Regions from separate parts of the Sus scrofa genome. Here region 1 is linked to region 2. Evidence: chromatin contacts called from public HiChIP or PLAC-seq data. All regions are on one chromosome and are shown on one strand. Each heading gives the region's core, a stretch centred on a gene start, on an enhancer-like site or on the middle of the called end of the contact. The rest is flanking DNA. Distances are from core to core; before and after follow the strand shown. Region 1 overlaps ZC3H11A (zinc finger CCCH domain-containing protein 11A). Region 2 has its middle 16 kb from the start of ATP2B4.

The links. HiChIP or PLAC-seq counts read pairs in DNA pulled down with a chosen protein or histone mark.
Region 1: an H3K27ac HiChIP or PLAC-seq map of alveolar macrophages shows a contact between it and region 2. The contact joins two enhancer-like sites.

What each region holds. Positions count from the first base shown.
Region 1 is chr9:64,535,076-64,538,211 of Sscrofa11.1, reverse strand. ZC3H11A (zinc finger CCCH domain-containing protein 11A) reads right to left here. Exons shown (of 19, transcript XM_005656653.2): 6 at 3,038-3,136; 7 at 1,160-1,363; 8 at 917-1,033; 9 at 567-647. Among named protein-coding and RNA genes, the nearest start is that of ZC3H11A, 18 kb to the right of the region's middle. Within about 2 kb of position 1,416, at least 16 of the 83 cell types and tissues checked have an H3K27ac peak or open chromatin away from gene starts, as enhancers often do. A contact at or near this core is called in alveolar macrophages, where this site is marked.
Region 2 is chr9:64,319,130-64,322,043 of Sscrofa11.1, reverse strand. No RefSeq gene overlaps it. Among named protein-coding and RNA genes, the nearest start is that of ATP2B4, 16 kb to the left of the region's middle. Within about 2 kb of position 1,588, at least 7 of the 83 cell types and tissues checked have an H3K27ac peak or open chromatin away from gene starts, as enhancers often do. A contact at or near this core is called in alveolar macrophages, where this site is marked.

The sequences.
Region 1 (3,136 bases), core at 167-2,666, 220 kb before region 2:
ATTATTCTAAAGGTAACCTCAGAAGCACAAGAGCTACATTAGGCGTATCAATTCAATCTTCTCTATCTATAATTAATCATCTGGAAAACACAACTCCAAGGTTCCTAAAGAACAAGCTTCAGCAAGAAGGTACTTAGACCCAATCATCTGATTATCTCTAAAATACTACATTTTACACTTTATCTGTAACTTTTAAGGTCAGAAATACAGATTAAGCTAAGGCAAGCACCAGAAGAAAAGCCTAGCTGTTCTTAAGGAAGAGCTCACCTACCATAAAATAAACTTTTCTATTTTTAATAACAGTTTATATGCTGTTCTTTAGAGTTATTTCTCAAAATAAGTTCTTTCAGTTTATTCTAAATGTCTAGAATATTTAGGGACTGAAACACAGCTGTAATGAATTAAAAAAGCAACCATCATTAAAATAAATCCGAGTTTAATTTATAAACTACAAAAATCAAAAACTGTTTGCTCATTTTGGTTGGTGCCAAGTGTCCTTATTATCAGAAGTATCCTTGTTCTCTAACAACATTCAACCCTCCAGGTCAAAACTCCTGATAACTCACCACCTTGCTTCTTGGATTTCTCCTTCATTTTCTTTGATTTAATTTCCTCAAGAGTTTTTATTCCGAAATTCAAACATTCACCTAGAAATGCAAACAGCAACTGTGTGAGGAACTAGCACCATTTCACCTTTGCATTTTATCTGTACATGGCTGGCATGCAAATGTTTTCTGAATGAATAAGAGAAAGTATGTGTAAGTAGGTGTGTGAGTATAATGGGAGCAGGGAAGAGGAAGGGGGTGGTAATTATGAACTAAAGTTCAGAGGTATTTAAAAAACAGGTATTTACACACATTCAACAGCACTGTAGGATTTATGAGCAGGAACTAGCATCAATATAGCCATTTCTTACCTTGTTTTAAATTGACCCCAGGTTTTCGAGCAGAAGCCACTCGTAATCCGTTATGAACTTCAGGAGTTGGCTGCAGGGTAGGTGTTTTGGTTTCATCACCTTCCTCAGAAAACTGATCTACATTATCAAAATTTAAGGCAAATTTTCAATTAAGAATAGGCCTAGATCTTCAAGTTGAATTCTGTCTAAATCAGTAAGTTACCCTGATCATTTACTTCCTTTAAAGAAAGAACTAAAACTTACCATCATCATCTTCATCATCATCTGCAGCATTGATTACCACTGGCGGATGTGTAGGGCTAGGAACATTTTCTGAACTTTCTACTTTCATAACACTTCGCAGCTGAGGAGAGGGATTAGACTGGACAGACAATTTGTTCTGTTGAACTGTGAGCTGGCTAGCTTTCACTTCCTCTTCTGGTGACTCAGGCACAGTGGGCAACACAGCTACACATACAAAGACAGTCATAAATTAAAAGTAGAAGACACAGGAGTTCCCTTCATGGCTCAGTGGCTAACAAACCCAGCTGGGATCCATGAGGAGGCAGGTCTGACCTCTGGCCTCACTCAGTGGGTTAAGGATCCAGCTTTGTCGTGAGCTGTGGTGTAGGGGGCAGACATGACTTGGATCCCCTGTTGCTGTGGGTGTGGTATCGGCTAGCGGTTGTAGCTCCGATCTGACCCCTAGCCTGGGAACTTCCATGTGCTGTGGCTATGGCTGTGAAAAAGCAAACAAAACAAAACAAAAAAACAGTAGAACATACAAGAAGATACAGTCCCAATTCATCAAAAATCCCTGACCACCTATGATAGGTTTGGGGATTTTCCTTAGGAGCATTGTCTTTTTATTTTAATTTGTATCTTTTAATTAAAAATTTACTTTCAAATTTCCACATTTTCCCAATTAGGTTCTAAACTTCCAGGGAGCTTTGAAAATGTGGCTTTCCTGGCTAACAACCATTCACTATATGTAAACACATACAAAGTCGGCATTCAATATAGAGAATAAACAGGAAGCTAGATGCATAGTAACTATTCACAAATTCTAAACATTTAATATTGAAATTCTAGGCTTTCTGATCAAGAAGAGCTTTTAAAAGAGATAGTAGGTAATACTTTTTTTTTTTTTTGCTTTTTAGGGCCACACCTATGGCATATGGAGGTTCCCAGATTAGGGATGGAATCAGAGCTATAGCTGCTGAACTACACCACAGCCACAGCAATACAGGATTTGAGCCTCATCTGCAACCTACACCACAGCTCACAGCAATGCCAGATCCTTAACCCACTGAGAGAGGCCAGGGATGGAACCTGCTTTCGTGGATTCTAGTCAGATTTGTTAACTGCTGAGCCATGGCGGGAACTCTGCTAACACTTTTGAACCAAACCAAAAAGGTTTTGTGAACCTACTTTTTTTTCTTAATGATAGATGAAAATATACAACTATGGAATTTTAATCATAAAGCAAACACAGCTTTTAAACGACCCATCGTTCCACTAGGAAATTACTTCAAAAGGAACTTTAGAAATAAATACGAGCTTCTGGTAGAAAGTGAGTTATGTTTTAGATTACACCGCAGGGAAGGGCTAGTAAATATTTTTTTGTAAAAAAGTATATAGTAAATATTTTAGGCCTTGTAGAACTCTGTCTCAACTACTCAACTTTGCAATAGTAGCAGAAAATCTGACCATAGAAAATACATAAACAAATGGGCATGGCTTCATTACAACAAAACTTTATTTCATAGAACAAGTGGAAGATCAGATTTGCCAAACCCTGGCCTGGAGAATCAAAAAAAAAAAAAAAAATTTTTTTTAAATCTGTATGGGTCTGACAAGAAAACAGGAAATGAGGTATGCTGTTGTAATCTAAACTGTCTTGCCAAGAAACACTTGTGAGACAGCATGACTTTTGGCAACAAAGTTTTAACTGTGACTCTCCTATTTGTTGGCTTATGATTGTGTACAAGACATTTAACCTTAATAAAGTTCAATTCCCTTATCTGTGAAGTGGAAATAATGCTACTGTCTCACAAGACTAAAAGAAGGCTACATCTATGAAGTATTTTGTACTGTGTGCATACTAAGTGTTATTAAAATTCAATTAAAAACTAATCTCACTTTTGCTTGGAGGTAGGAAAAGGCCATCGACGTAACGCCCTCTGTTGTGATGGAAAGCACAGTTTAGCTTCTGACATCCCATCGGCTGATTTTCCCAAT
Region 2 (2,914 bases), core at 339-2,838:
AACCAGGGCCTTTCTGGCTTCAGCTTTGTTGTGGCCGAAGTCACAGTCTAAAGGAGCCTCCTCAGGTCTGGATGCTACCTTGGCTAAGGTCCTGTATTTGAACTTCTCTCCCAGTGGCCACTACCCTCATGGACTCCAGATAACTGACTGCCCACTGCATTACCCACTGCTGGGCCCTATTAGGCAGCTTAGATACCCAGCACCATCAACTTTCACATTAGCACAGAGACACTTGTTTGGGACTCTGGTCCTAGCCTGCTTGAGGTTTTTTCTAGCCCCAGCCTGAGCAGCAGCATCTGTATTGCTGTCTCCATCTGGTTCTATCTCGTTATTTCCTCTCCTACAAGGCCCTAGTCATCTTGAACTAGATCAGTATCACGGAAAGCCGTAAGGTGAAGGTGGAAAAGGTTCTGAGCCCCCTCTGCAAGGCAAGTTTCTTTGTTCTGGCTGCAGGGGTGGGAGGTTCATTCATACCCACTCTTTCCATCCTGATTGACCAGCACAGGGCAGCCTGGGCGGCCTGGACTCTGAGAATCATCAAGAGACTGGACCCTAAGCCCTGATCTCATTAGCCTAATGCTCTAAGCTCAGCTCATTCAACATAGCTTTAGGATCAAGCACATGCCTAGTTTTGTTATAGCTTCAGGAAGAATTATGAAAAGGCTATTGTGGGGTTGTGTGTAAAGACTTACGCCCATGAAAATTACCCAACAGCATAATAAAATGAGATGTGGATGACACAGGAATATCCCAGAACAGTCTCTGATTTGTTGTTGCTTGAATCAGAAGGGAAGTGCTGTGGGTGTTCTGAGGAAGGGGTGATGACGGGGCAGTGGGGTTGTTAGGGAAAGTCCATCCGCATTGATGCAGGTCTTGAAGTTTTCAAGGATCTGAACCAAGTGGGTCTGGAACTCAGGGAGTCCTGAGCTTCAGGTAAAAATCCCCATGGAGAAGATCTGATTTGAAGCCAAGGGTCCTTGTCAGGGGCAGTGGAAGAAGAAGAGAGGATGTGACCCTTCCTTCTCTAACTTCAGGGGAAATTAAGAACTCAGCTGTCAAAAATAAGGAACCAGGAGTTCCTGTCTTGGCACAGTGGAAATGAATCTAACTAGGAATGGTGAGGTACTGCTTTGATCCCTGGCCTCGCTCACTGGGTTAAGTATCTGGGGTTGCCGTGAGCTGTGGTGTAGGTCTCAGATGAGGCTCGGATCTGGCATTGCTGTGGCTGTGGTGTAGGCTGGCAAATAGACCCCTAGCCTGGGAACCTCCATATACCAAGGGTGTGGCCCTAAAAAGACAAAAGAAAAAAAAAAGGTAACCATATATAACTAGTCTTTTACCCAGATTAACTCATTTAATCCCCCCAAATGTTATGCAATTGGCATTTAGATTCTCCTTGGTTTTTAAAGACAAGGAAGTTGAGGCTCAGAGAGTTTAAGGCCCCAAAATTATGTCAGGACTTGAACCTGTGTATCCTCAAGACACTTGCTTTTCTCTTTATGTCATGCTGCCCACCCCACCCCACACCATCCCTGGCCCTCCTTCCTGTGGGTCCTGGTGACTCATGCTCTTTCTTGGCAGACATTGTGGCTTTTGATAACTCGGAAAATGAAGTCATCTTGATGTTGCTGCGCCCACTGGCCCCATGTGCCAGTGTTCCTTGGGCCTCCTGGCTGCCAGAGCTCATGTTGCCTGGGTTTTTTGTTGTTGTTGTTGTTTGGTTGGTTGGTTTTTTGGTTTTAGTTTCTTCTTTGAAAGAACACGGACTAGGTCTCCCAAGGTCTGAGCCAAGGCCGTTTAAGTGATGGGCTCAGTTACCTAAAAAAGCCTTTCTTCTATATCAAGAACAAGTGTTCTCATCTCAGGGTGTGCTTTCTGCCTTTCCAGAGCCCCCCATGCCCACAGCACTTGAAGCCTTATGCCTGATGTGTCAGAAGCCTGCTTATCATCCCAGACCCCTTTGCCTTCTTCTCCGTGCCCTCCTGGCCCATCTAAATGTGATGCGTTGGTTGTCAGTGTCCGTCTGCCAGAATCCCTAGGGTGGGGGGTGCCTCTTGGGAGGAGATGTGGAGGGAAGTAACACCGGGGAAAGCGGAAGGAGGCTAATGTAGACAGAATGACTTCCACAGGCAAGGCACAGTGCCTTATATGTATCTTAAAGTGGAACCACAGTAGTAGAATGTCAGTACAATTGGCCTCATTTTACAGATGAAGAAACTGACACACAGAGAAGCTGCAGTAACCTGCCCATTAAATTCAGGGCCAGGATTCTCTTGCTTCTGAAGTTGTTTCTCCCTCTGTGTCAGACTTCATCAGCTTGAACCTTATCTCTTAGGCAATGGGGAATCACTGAAGGTGTCAAGCAGGAAACAGAGGGGCTATAGGAGTGTTTTTTTTATTTCTTTAATTTTTTTAAATTTATTTTTTGTCTTTTTGCCTTTTCTAGGGCCCCTCCTGCGGCATATGGAGATTCCCAGGCTAGGGGTCTAATTGGAGCTGTAGCCACCGGCCTACGCCAGAGCCATAGCAACTCTGGATCCAAGCCGCTTCTGCAACCTACACCACAGCTCACAGCAACGCTGGATCCTTAACCCACTGAGCAAGGCCAGGGATCGAACCCACAACCTCATGGTTCCTAGTCGGATTCGTTAACCACTGAGCCATGACGGGAACTCCTATAGGAGTGTTTTAGGAAGATGAATTCAAGAGCAGTGAGTAGAAAGAAGCAAGGCCAAAGCTGTGAGGACCAGTTAGGAGGTTTTTGCCACAATGTCACCTTGAGACACCTCCAGGGAGGACAGCAGAAGAGAAAAGGAAGGACAATTGCAGGAGACATTGGGCAGAGGCGATCAGCAGCTCTTGGCAGCCAAGGGAACCCAGACCTGATGATGAAAGTCTTCCTTCTTTCTGGTCA